2 separate regions of the Danio rerio genome follow, and region 2 is linked to region 1. The links are chromatin contacts, called in public HiChIP or PLAC-seq maps. All regions are on one chromosome and are shown on one strand. The core of a region is the stretch at or near the end of the contact, and the rest is flanking DNA. Distances in the headings are between cores, read along the strand shown. Region 1 holds the start of dhfr (dihydrofolate reductase). Region 2 holds the start of gtf2h2 (general transcription factor IIH, polypeptide 2).

What was found. HiChIP or PLAC-seq counts read pairs in DNA pulled down with a chosen protein or histone mark.
Region 2: an H3K4me3 HiChIP or PLAC-seq map of gastrula embryo shows a contact between it and region 1, with 2.5 times the contacts expected there. The contact joins the promoter of gtf2h2 here to the promoter of dhfr in region 1. A contact is called at or near these places in 1 of 18 Hi-C or Micro-C datasets (caudal fin) and 1 of 4 datasets of contacts at active chromatin or transcription factors (gastrula embryo).

Annotation. Positions count from the first base shown.
Region 1 is chr5:26,744,976-26,751,985 of GRCz12tu, forward strand. It overlaps dhfr (dihydrofolate reductase), which reads left to right and starts at 3,135. Exons shown (of 6, transcript NM_131775.1): 1 at 3,135-3,309; 2 at 4,067-4,116; 3 at 4,254-4,359; 4 at 5,232-5,358. The coding sequence starts at 3,218. si:ch211-214j8.12 reads left to right here. Exons shown (of 5, transcript NM_001098191.1): 4 at 1-797; 5 at 889-1,545. The coding sequence ends at 1,279.
Region 2 is chr5:26,826,954-26,833,683 of GRCz12tu, forward strand. It overlaps gtf2h2 (general transcription factor IIH, polypeptide 2), which reads left to right and starts at 3,910. Exons shown (of 15, transcript NM_201581.1): 1 at 3,910-4,227; 2 at 4,971-5,048. The coding sequence starts at 4,172. It overlaps oclnb (occludin b), which reads left to right. Exons shown (of 9, transcript NM_001008618.1): 5 at 191-297; 6 at 789-881; 7 at 1,026-1,197; 8 at 1,408-1,449; 9 at 2,903-3,615. The coding sequence ends at 3,001.

The DNA.
Region 1 (7,010 bases), core at 1,885-4,384:
GCAGTCGCGTTTCTTCTGCTTAGCTTGCCTGGTCTTCAGAGGCTGGCAGTGGAGGGACTGGGACAGGCTTGTGTTCTCATATTAAATAGGGAGTTTGAGGGGACTGAGGAGTTCACTAGTCGAGAAGGAGTGCAATGTCTTAAAGACTTGTGGGCAAAGAAGACACTGGATGGCAGGAGTTCAATGAGTGCTAACGGAGAAGAGAGGTTTACCTTGGAAGGAAAACTAGATGAATGTTTATCGTTAGACGAGAGTGAATCTAGGGTAAATGAATGGACAGGGACTTCAAAAGAGTGTGATGAAAAAGTTAGGAGTCACATTGTAAGTGATAATGTGACAACATGTCTTAAGGATGTTCAAGGACTGTCTTTAGACACTTTGGAGGCTGTAGGGAAGGTCTGCCCGGAGCTGCGTGTCTTGTCTTTGGATTGTCTCCAGAATATTGTTAATGCTGACAGCTTCGAACATGGAGCCGTTTTAGCCAGAGGACTTGGAAGATTTTCTGGACAGTTGAACAGCCTTTCTCTACAGTTTGCTGGTTTTCTGTCTGATTTGGTTCCAGCGCTTCAAGCAGCAGGTTCAAATTTGCTTTCCCTTTCCTTGGAAGGCATTAAAGCAGACGGACACACTGCTTTTCTGGAGCTCATTCGTGCCTGTCCCAGACTCACCTCTCTCAGCATTCATTTAGATCCACCCAACAGTAATATGGATGAAGATGATGAGGATGAGGATGCTGAAGACGAAGGACGTCTTTCTAATCTACCATGCATTCCTCACCTCCGTTCTTTGACACTACAGTAAGTCAAATGTTTTCATTCTGCTAAACCCTTTACCATTATACTGACTATTCTGTTTATTCTTTTCTGTCCTGTGTCCATTTTCCTCAAGTTTTTCCCTGGATGAGCGGCAGATGAAGCCGCCATTGTGTTGGACGTCTTTAAAGGATGTTCTATGGGCTCTACTTAGGGGTGCATCACTCCTACAGAAGCTCTCTTTAATCGCTGTTCCCTGTCGACTGGACCCTGTGTTCAAACTGGTCCTGAATCATCCGGCCAAACCCCTCGACGCTCTGGACAATCCCCCACTGCAGTGCCTGAGATCTGCTAGCTTGAACCGCTCAGATATCACTATGGACACTGTAGTACATGTTGTAAACACTTGCAGGCGCTTATCCTGTTTGGATTTGAGCGGCTGCTGGGAAATGAGTTTGAGCAATATTACAAAGTTACAAAGCAAGACCAAAAGGAGGCGCCATACGCTGCAGATAACATGGACATGAGACGCAGGAGGAAAAGGCCCTGATGAGACTGAAAAAGTGAGATTTTGATTCTATTTTAGATTTTTCTATATTGTATAAAATGTGTTAATCTCTACGCTAAGCATTTCCAGTCATGTGTTAAATGTGCATAATAAACATTATTGATTTAGGAAAACACATAGCCACAGTTAATGATGTGTTTACTACAGTCTGCACTGGCCATGTTTTAACCAAAGGTAAATGTTATGCTAATGTTGCAATATTAAACGTATCTTAGTGTTTCTTTATTTAAAGCACACTTTTTGAAAATTATCAAGCACTTTATTATATTTGAACACAGTTTTTTATGCAAAAGCAAAAGGTAAGAACAATTAAATAATCTTATTTAACATGCATCTGCTCTTTTATTAAGACCTTAAAGCCATTCACTGTTTTTTATGTTACCGAAAGATGAGTTGGTGAAACATTGTTTGTTTAAAAAATGGTGATTAATCACAGTACAGTTTAATTTGTTACATTAGTTATGTACATTAGTTAACAACAAAAGTCATTAAAGATCAGTAAATACTGTAAAACATATTACAGGTTGTTAATGTTGGCTAATTCATTAACAAATGATGTACAATTATACAAAATAACATGCATAATAAAAGCCTGTATCCTAATAAACTATATTTGTATCAGGCCCTTAGCCAGTCTATTAAAAGGGTGGTTCTTTTTTCTCAGAGTGGACCTATTTGCAGTTATTCAAGGTTCAAATACTGCATTTTAGTGACATTTTAAGCAATAATTTGTGTATGGCGGATGGTTATCGATACCACACTTTTTGATGCAACAAAAGTGCTTCCAAAATTTTTGTCAAAGTGCTTATTATACTATTTTTTTGTTTACAAAAAGTTATGTTTATTTACAAAAGTTTTTACAGTTCTATATATAATGTAATCAGATTAGAATTTTAAAAATATGACAACATGCATACTTTTAAATGATAATTTATTATCATCCATCTTACAAAAACCAACAAACAACACCAACAACAACAAAACTTGTTTTAAATTAAAAACTTGCCTGCAGGCAAATAACAAACTGGCCAGCTCATTTCCTCAGTCAGAATGTGTCCATTTCGATAATAAAAGCCTTCTTTTATTGGTTATTCTTCCTAAAGCCTTCTTCTATTGGCTATTTTCACAATTTATGATGACATACTGTCAAAAATGGGACAAATGAGCTCATGTACTGTAGGGGCCAAATTTTGGACTCTGTGAGAAGAGGGCTGGGTCTTTTGAACCACCCAAACCCCTCTTGGCTACGGGCCTGTGTATAATGTTTATATATCTATCCAATGATGCTTTTAAAGCTGTACCTCAAAATGTTTGCTCATAGAAGCTGTGCTTCTGTTCACTTTCGACGGGTGTGTTCGGTTGCTGTTTTTTTGGAGCTGAGATTCTCGGCTCCTAATTTTGGAGTAGTGGAATCGATTACATAATTGACTGCAATGGACTTTTTTAATGTACTCAGACCTTTAATTTTAGTCAGCCAGCCCCAGGGTTTCCAGTTAATTGTCATCCCATACAAAATCGCTGCGTTTAAGATATAATTTCTTTTAAATAAACAGCGATCTTTACTGCCTGGCTGATACAATAGATTCAATATAAAGTGGGCATCAGACTAAACAAGAAGCACTGCATTAAATTATATGTACCAAGCCATGTCTTTAAAATATGGAAATTAACACACACTTCTGAGGTGGAGCTAAACCAGAATAAACACAGCCTTATTGGCCAGATTGCTGACGCCAATGAATTTTAACAGCAAATCACTTCTCGAGCGTCCCAGTGCGTAATGCATATCAATAAGCCAGGCGTTCGACGTACTTGTTCGTGAATCCCCTTGGCGGGAAGAAGGCGAGACCGTGCGTAGTAGCCAGCGTGACTTGTTAACTGTATTTACAAAATAAATATGTCTCGAATACTCAACTGTATTGTAGCTGTTTGTCCAGACATGGGAATAGGGAAAAATGGAAACCTGCCATGGCATCCAATAAGACTAAGGTGAGCGAGAAGTGTTTGTAAATTCGCTTTTATCTAACGTTATTGCTAACTCTTAAGCTAATCTTCTTGATTCAATAATATAAGGCTTCTGTGGTTTTTAGGGCTTCGTGTTGTTTATTTTGCATCTGCAACAGCTCTTAAATTGTTACACCTTTATATGATGTAAGTAGATGTAGAGACAGTTTATTAACTGGGCACAGAAGTTAATCACGATTAAAATTAATATTTTGACAATAAATAAAGCATAATAAGAATGAAGGGGAGGAACGTTAAGAATGTTACGTTAGCTGAACTGAAACTTTTACGAGCGCACAGAGTTTTTAAAGTTGAGCTTGACCTTTGTCCTGTAAGTTACTCCGTTATGTAAATGACCACATTCAGCACATTTAACTCATGATAGTAAAACCTTAACTTACACATCTAACGTCAAGTTACAGACAAACTCGTGCCATATTATTGCTAATCTTGAGGAGATAGCTCGCACAAAACTGAAAATTGTGTCATTATTCATTCAAACAAAGTTGACTTTTCTATAATATAAATGTCAAATGCTCCTGGTGTTTAACATTAAAAAGAAACTCATGAAGGTGTGTAACGTTAACTGTTTGAAGAGCAACCAAGTAATAACAGTATTTCATTTTTATGGTGAACTAATTGATTATATTCAATTATATAAGTTATAATACACTTATTTTTAAAAATTAATATAGAAATTTTAATGTATATTTCACTGCTTATCCCTTGTAATTTTTTACAGTAATGAACTCAAGCACTTTCAGAAGATGACCATGACCCCTTCAGATGAGGGTAAACATATTGTCATATTGGTTATGCCTTTTACATGCTAAGATTTTTTGTCATATTTAATTAGATTGTTCAGATCTTTAACCAGAACTCAGTATTGTGGTCTTTTTCTGTTGCATTCATTCTGTTTCTATTAACAGGTAAGAAGAATGTGGTCATCATGGGCAGAAAGACATGGTTCTCTATTCCTGCAGCGCACAGACCTCTAAAGAACAGGATCAACATAGTTCTCAGCAGAGAACTCAAGTAATCTTTAAAAACTCTTATTTCACCTTACTCTAAAGCACTCTGTTGTATGTAAACAAGTTTTATTTTCTGTCACTAATTAATTTATTTTCTTTTCATGTGCCCTTTCGTTTCCCCCCTTATTGCTCTCATTATAATTTTCTTTATTATAGGCTACTTAAATTTAATTAATAATTCTCTTGTTGTTGATAATGAACTTAAGTTTGTAGAGACTATTCCGTTTTATCCCTTTAACTGCCCCACCAAGTAAAAAAAAATTGGATTGAATTTCTTAACCCCTAATGTCTCTACTTAACACACTCATTGCATTTTTTAACAACACATACCATAATTTATAAAATATCAACCTCTACCCAATGGTTGACATGTCAGTTTATAGTAAAAGTACCGGAATTAATACATATGCTATGAAAATCTGAAAAACAAATATGAAGTGCAAGACCAATTTATTAAAAACATGATCAAAATAAAACCTTTTTGACTAAATCATCTTTTTTTTTTTTTGAAGTATGCCATAAAATAATTCAGATTCTCATTTAACACGTTTTTTTTTTTTCTTCAATAAAACCTAAATCAAGTCTAGTTGTGCAACAGGATTGTTTGTTTGAATTTTTTGTAAACCAACAATGCTGTGTAGTGCAAACCATAATTTAAAACAAGTCATTCATTTAAAACATTAAGAACATGGTTAATCATTTGGTAGAGCAGGAAGTTAAAGGGTTATTTGTAGTGTAACTCGTTGTTGTTGTTGCTGCAGCAATAAATAAATAAATAAACGTATCACTGATCTCAGCTGAGAACTCAAGTAATCAAATAAGACACTAAAGCACTATGCTGTATGTAAACAAGTTTTATTTTCTGTCACTCCACAGGACAGCCCCAGAGGGAGCTCACTACCTTGCTTCAGACTTCAGTTCAGCTCTCCATCTGTTAGACAGTGGCGAGCTCGAAAAACTAGTGGACCAGGTTTGGATAATTGGTGGCAGCTCTTTGTATAAGGTTGGTAAAATTACACAAGTCATTTCTGAGAAGCAGAAGAATGTTAAATGAATTTAAAAATGTGCTTCAGATCCTTAAAACGGTCCTCTGACCCTTCTATGTGCACAGTAGTTTCATCATTTCAGCCATTTTACTAATAATCATTGTGAATGTATGTCGGCACAAGAGTGTTTACTGTCATATTGGGGTGATGCTGTATAAAGACAATAAGTCTTTTTTTTTATTTTGATTTCCTGATAGTAAAACAGGATCCAAATCCCTCCCATTTTACCGCCCACCGAAACGTGGAGTGCAGTTTCCCTGCCTGCCGATCTGATTGACAGCCACAAATTAACATGTCTCTGTAGTAATACATATAATCATATCCACAAGACAGGACATGCGCAAAGCAACTGATTAAAAGATCTGTTCAGCTCGCTGTGATAATCAATCATCATCAAATGTGATCAAGAATGAGTTTTACAGGTTTAAAACATTTTTAAAACAGTGCATGTTTGTAATGTATAACAGCGATTTTACTTCTTTAATTATAAAAGAAGACAATTCAATCCCAGGTTGTGGACGTTAAATCAGGTTTAATTTGGACCTTAACATAATGGATATCCATACAGCAGTAGATATTAACGTGTATCCTGTCACATTTGCCTTGCAAAAACAGGTCAAAGTTAAACGCGCGCACGTGAACATTGTAACGACATTGTATGTAACTCATCAAAAGGCCTAAATTAACTCCACAACAAATACATTACAAAATCATTGGTAAAGTTCTAACTGTAGTATTTCTCACATTACGTGAGATATGCTTCCTTCATGTCTGTCATTGTGCTGTTTATCTGACACAGCCAAGGCAGTGATTGAGGCACACTCTGACAACAGTGAGCAGGGTGAACAAGCATTAAAGGCACAGACAACAAAAACAGCTGCATGGTGTTCAAAGCTATAATTAATAATCTGATGGGCGTTTAGAGCTGAAACTTCACAGACATATTCTGGAGACACAAAATACTTTTTTTTTTTTTTTTTACTTGAAAAAGGGGTAAAATAGGTGCTGTTTAAATTTTTATTCAGAGAAACGGATTTATTTTTGTAAAATTAAAACCACATATTTACTGTGATCCGTATTAGCAATCATCCTAAACGGTATTATTTAGAAAGATTTCCTGCTAAAAAAAGAGGCCAAATGTATGAATATGTATTTAAAAAATTAATGGTGGCAAATTATTGACATTTCAAATGATAGTTAAGTAGTGCTTTTCGTCTTAAGTTTCAAAAACTAAATTTTAGGCCTTAAAGTCTTAAATTCACTGAAATATTGTGTTGTAGACCTTAAATCATTTCAAACAGGTCTTAATTTTCCTACTTTCCAAGTTAAGTTACCCAGTCAGACTGAAACCTAATCACCAATAATCCATCTCAAAACATTTATTTATATATGTATTTATGTTTTATTCATAAAAGTCTTAAACTCAATTTGAAGAAACCTGCAGAAACTCTGTGTGATCTTTATATAAAGTCTTCCTATATTTTGTCATTATTCTTGGTCTGTCAAGATTTTTTGGTTTATAAACTATTCCATTATAAACAATTTTTGATCTTTTATTATCATTATTATTACATTTTGTTTCCCAAAAGCAAATCTGATCTCATTTTAA
Region 2 (6,730 bases), core at 2,660-5,159, 83 kb after region 1:
GTGGACCAAATATAGTGGAGCTGTTTTCAAGCAAAACTGAACTCAGCATTTTTACTTTACATTCTGAGAACTTAACCTGCACACCAGCATCCCATGCAAAACATGCCTTAAACTAGCAGTGCTGGATTTTCAGCTGGTGTTTGTTGTTGCCTACAGTAAAATGTTGTAAAATGTCACCGTTTTTCTTCAGATTAATAATGTTTCTGGAGATCCAGAGGTTTTTGTCAATGACCAGAATGACAAAGTCAGTGCTGCTCAGCCAATGGTTTACAGCCAGAAACCAATTTACCTTCCAAGGTAAGTCCGCTTAGTGCTTTACGAGATCTTGTTGCAAAAGAAATTTAGCATAAAATTATGATTTAAAATGTATCGGTCAAATATGAATTACGTTAGTTGTAATCCAATTGGTTTTCCATTGGGTTTAAACAACATTTTTGTATGCAAATGTATGTCATTTATTGATATAGCATAAGATTCAAATCAATTATCACCGTTAATCCTCTAACTGACCACAGCCCAGACAATCTCAAAATGAATAGTTGAGGCATTTGTTTGTGACTAAGCTAAGTGAAAAGGAATCCAGGAAATCTAGTCTCTGTATGAACGGGACCTGGTGGAGATTGTGTTGTCATGAACATGAAAAACCTGTTTCACAAACTGATTACGTGAACTAAGTGAAACTATTGGAACCACAAGGCTGTTTTCTTTCTGTTGTTTACAGTTAAATAGTGCTGAGATTACACCCAACTCATTTAATGTGCTTATTTTATTAAACGTGTTTTCCACAGTAGTGCTTCAGACTTGACAAGCTCTGTGAGTGGATTGAAGGGCAAACTAAGAGCATATGACGCTGGAGAGTCTGGAGATGAGCTTGACACAGAGTATGAAACGTAAGAACAGTCCTTGTATTACAGTCAATAGTATTTACACATTAAAAAATACTCCGATTTGGTGACTTTTTACGTAATAAACATCACATTTGTCTTACTCCCCCCTCCCTTAATACTTTGCTGTCTTCCTCTCAGTGAATATCCTCCCATCATTAATGAGCAGGAGAGACTCGAGTACAAGAGAGACTTTGACAGAGACCACATGGTGTACAAGCGTCTTCAGGCTGAACTAGATGATATTAATCAGGGTTTGGCAGATGCAGATCGAGAGCTCGACAGGCTAGAGGAAGGCAGCCCACAGTTCATGGTATGTAATTTAGGAGACAACAGTTGCCTTAAAGTTTAGATCTCCATCTTAATGAGTGTTATCATGCTGATTCAGCTAAATCTAAAACCTGCTTGTCTGTCACAATATTTTGCACTCTTCTGGTTATGCTTGGAAATGTCAACAATTTTTTCTACAGTACATTTATCATTCAGATATGTTGCATTAATGTATCTCTTTTTCCCTAAATAGGATGTCATGGATGAATACAACAGGCTCAAAAGTTTGAAGAAGGTAAACTTTTTATTTTACTTTTTTTTTTTGTATATTTACCCCCCGTAGGCTACATTTTGTTTGGAACAGTAATGAATTTTATATGTACCATCTGTTGAACAGCTCTTCGTAGTAAAGGCTTGTAATTTACAGTTAAAGTCAGGATTATTAGCCCTACTTTGATTTTTTTTTTTTTAATTAGTTTCCAAATTATGTTTAACAAAGCAAGCACATTTTCACAGTATGTCTGATAATATCTTTTATTTTATTTGTTTTATTTTAGCTAGAATAAAAGCTGTTTTCTTTTTTTTTTGTAAAAACATTTTAAGGTCAAAAGTATTATCCCCTTCAAGCTATATATTTTTGATAGTCTACAGGACATGCCTTATTACCCTAACCTGCCGAGTTAACCTAATTAACCTAATTAAGCCTTTAAATTTCACTTGAAGCTGTATTGAAGTGTCTTGAAAAAATATCTAGTCAAATATTATATACAGGGTTCATAGGGTCATGGAAAACCTGGAAAAGTCATGAAATTTTGACATGACATTTTCCAGGCCTGGAAAAGTTTTGGAAAAACAGAAAAACCCAAAAGGTTTTGTAAAAGTCATAGAAAATACATTTACATTAAATCATTTACCAGACATTTTTGTCCAAAGCGACTTAAGCTGCGGTCACACTAGAGCTTGGGCTTGCAAAATTCTGTCTGCTGCGAAAAGGAAAAGGGTTAAACCAAATGATTAGACATTAATAAAAGTGAGTGATTGCTCCATATTTTAAATTTCTTGTTTTAAATGGTCTTCTATTGGTCTTGCACAATCACCGGATGTGATTTCGCAGGTAAGAATTCACTTAGCTTAAACTTTCGTGTGCAGTGAAATGCGAAACACGTGCTTGAGTTTGTGATCTGCCGCATTCATATGCCTATGAATGGAAGTCTATGGTGTGACAACTGCAGTGTGATCGCGGTTTTTATAATAGAAGTGGTTTTACCAACTATTACTAATTAGTTTGACAAATTTTTGTATATTAGAATGGAGGTTGGTTGTTTTTACTTCTTTTCTTTTCTCTCACATTATTAGTGCTGTGTAAGCGTTATCTATTGTACAATAAAATAATTTGAAACTATTGCGTGTTTTATGATATGCTGTAATAAATTTAAAGGTTTCTTATGATTTATCACGTATGTAGACATTACATGAAACATTAGGTCATAAAAATTGACTTAAAAGTCCTGGAATAGTCATTGACATTTTGTAGAAAAAATACATATGAAACCTGTATATACTGTCATCATGTCAAAGATCAAATAAATCAGTTATTAGAAATTAGTTATGTTTAGAAATGTGTTGAAAAATCTTCTCTCTGTTAAGCAGAAATTGGGGGAAAAAATTAATAGGGGGCTAATAATTCTGACTTTAAGGTTATATGTGTAAATGCAAATTAAAATGCATATGTTTTTTCCTTTTTACAGTCTACAGACTATCAGATGAAGAAAAGAAAGTGTAAACAGCTGAAGTCAAAACTCTCCCTCATCAAAAGAAGGGTTAGCGACTACGACCACAGACAATAAAAACCTGGCGCTGGAAACTCAGCAAGGCATACGTGTTGGTTTTACAATTGGACTTTCTCACTTTTTGTGTATTCTGTATTAAGTATCTGCATCATCACTGTATTGTTATCAGGAAATGCATGTCTGCTGTTTGTATATTGAGAGGTTTGTGCTTTTGAGCCAATCTAAACATGATCAAAATGTGGTATCAGTGAAGTATTTTTAAAGCTAGTTTGTTGTCTGTTAACCTTTTTATATATCGTTCTAGTCATTTTAGCATCTTAAAAGCAATACTGACAACTTTTATTGCAGTTTTAGAGACTTTCAAGCAAAGACATTCAATGTTGTTTGTCAAACTGTTTCATTGAATGTTTTTTTAAATCTTATTTCAAATTTTCTGATTATAACCTGTCAAAGGATTGGCAATCTATTTGCTGATGATATTTTTAATTTAAGTACACACTTTAAGTATGGTCGTGAATTAAATGAGTTTTCTAGTTAATGCCAATTGCCTCCTTCGAATCTGCTGAGAATTCACTATTGAACAATTTTAATGTGGTAGGCAAACGGTGTTAAATGTACAGTGTATTTTTGATTGTATTTGTGTAAATAGAAAAATAAAGCTATACAGTTTCCAAATGTGTTTTGTATTTCTCATCTAATGGAATTAATCAAATGAGCAGCTAAACGCTAACAATAATGAAAAACATGAACTTCGATGATAATAAAATTAATGTACAATGCATTTGTCATTGCATTTGCGCACATAAAAATAAAGCTATTAAATTTCCAAATGTCTTCCTTTTATTATTTCACTATAATAAATACATTAACATTTCAGATTCAGCTAATAATGAGGAAGATGTAGGGCCTCCGGTTACCCGGAACTACTTTTTCTTTTTGTGTACCAGGGGACATGAAAAATTGACGTACAAAAGATGCACTAAAGTAAATACCGGTGAATCGCGTTGTTTTTGTAGTAGGCTACTAACATGTAGTAGGCTACGTATTAGTATTTCATTACTAAAAAATCCAGTTTATATGCATGCTCCTTTATTTGTTGTTATACGACTCGAACCTAAGAGTGTCTAGGAAGAGAACAGGCGCAGAAACCTCTTACAAAGTACTAGTCCTGTCTAGAATAACAGCATAACCCTCGAAATAAGTTACATCCTGTGAGAATTATAAACCATGGACGAAGAACCAGAAAGAACAAAACGCTGGGAAGGAGGATATGAACGAACATGGTGAGAGACGTTGAACTTTGTGTGTTAGCATAATTAACATTACATTAACTCGTACGTGTTTTCGTTATGTTCTGTTACGTTATTTTAATAAAGTCTAAACTGTATATTATTACCAGCACTATCATCTCTAAGTAATTGCACCGTTAAACAATCTCATATTAGTTTTAATTTTGTACAGTAACAAATAGCCTATGTAGCGTTTGTTTGGATTTTTCTCTGCTGTTTATGGTAGAATAAATAAATACACATATTAAAGTATTACTTATGTTGTTATTAACAAGTATTATACAGATCTCATACAAATTTAGGTTACATTGGTAACAAAAACTGCTGTATTTTTGGGTGGTAAGGGAACGATTGTACATCATTTTGTCATCAGAAGACTGCCATCAATTATAGGTAAAGTTGCTTTTATATTCACACAGTCGTAATTTCTCCTAATAATATAATTTCACAAAAAATAACAATTGCAAATACTAAATAGTGAAATCATATTATCAGCCAATGACTATTAAAGTCGAATATTGTTCACAGTCAAATAAATAGTGCTAGTGTTGTTTTCAGGTCATTCTTACATGTGATTTCAGAATATTCAAAGTACCATGGTAAACAATATAGGGAGTGTGTCACAAGTTGACACGGATCAAATGTGTGAATATAAAACAAACTTTACCTCAATTCATCCACTGGTGTTTAGACACATACAGTATGCTATAAAAACAGCTGGCATGTGTTTTTCTCAGGGAAGTGCTGAAGGAGGATGAGTCTGGGTCTCTCAAAGCTACTGTGGAGGACATTCTTTTCCAGGCAAAGAGGAAAAGGTGCAGCACTCAAATCTAGAATAAAAGCAGGGCTTCTGTGGGTTTTAAAAATGGTTAATTATTCCCTTTAACAATTCAAGCAGGGTATCTTAAATGTATTATATTTTAAAAACACAATTTATGGCCTTTAAAAGTCTTAAATTCATTGAAATATTGGGTAACACTTTATTTTGATGGTCCATTTGAGTGTTAGTTTGAGTGTTGTCTGCTTAATATCTGCTGATACTGCTATTTCAACAGACTTTTAACTGACTATAAGAAACTTTACAAGTACATGTTAACACACACTAACCCTAACTCCAACCCTATCCCCAACCTACAGTAACAGTCTACTTATAATCTAATGAGAATTAGTTGGCATGCAGATGTAATGTTACTGAAGTTCAACAAATGGACAGTTAAAATAAAGTGTGACCCAATACGGATTTGTATGTCTTAAATCGTTTCAAATAGGTATTAATTTTTCAATGTTCATGTAAAGCTCCCCAATCAGGCCAACATCAGTATACAGTATACAATGACAACACAACACATCTCAATAAAACTTTGAACAAAACAAAATTTAACAATATGGTTTCTCACAGTAACATTTGTTAGTTCTCCATGTGTTTGTAGACCATGTGGTGAGGACACCGACCTGGAAACACTGTTGTACATTAAGGTTATTATAGTTTTTAAAGCTTGCCAAGGAAAAATATGTATGGTTTGCTTATTTTGACACATTAATTAAGTATTATTTAAGTAATCAGATTTTTTTTTTAATGGGAGCAAGTTAAAATCCCTTAAAATTCTGAAAAAGGTTTTAAAAATATTAAATTTAACATGGCGAGACATGCAGAAACCCTCTTTAAGGCTCTAAAAGAAAGAGCAGAAGGTTTTACTATGTTCTTGTTTTAACACATTTTGTTACAGACAGCAATGTTAAGTCAAATCACCACAACGGTTCATCTTATTTTGAATATTCTCTTCAGCTCGTGTATATATCTGGCAATAACCCAGCAGGCACACAACATCATAAGATGTTAATATTAGGTTAGATTTAGGTCATGACGTCAGGTGACCAAAATTCAATTTCTAGCCAGTGTTTAAGGACAACGTTATGACTTCCAATAACAACGTCAAATTATGTTGATATTTGGTTGATTTTAGGTTGTGTTGGAAAGTGACCAATATCCAACATCTGATAGATGTCATAGTGGTTAACGTCCACACAACGTCAAGGTGCAACATGATCAGACGTTGATATTTGGTTGATTTTAAATCGAATTTAGGTTGGATGTTGGAGACTGACGTCGGCCTGATGTTGGGTTCTGACGTCAACTTGATTTTAATTTCTAAACTAAATCCAATGTCCCCATGACGTTGGGGTATATTGTCAATATGACGTCATTTTGATGTCGTGTGCCTGCGGGGAACAGACAGTTTATCTTTATATACCCTCAAAAAGCTCGCGCTAGCACACACACATTTTCTCCTTACGTATGCGCAGCTCATAAAACTTAACAAACAAGACCTGCCTCATGTAGTTTTGCTCCCATAGCAAAAAGCATCTTGATTTAAGAATTTTGCAATTGAAAAATTGCTTTATATTTTTAAGGGCAAATTAAAAATCACTGCAATATGATGATATTCTAGTATTTTTCACTCTTTCCTAGAAATGTGTGGAAAAAGTTACCTTTTAC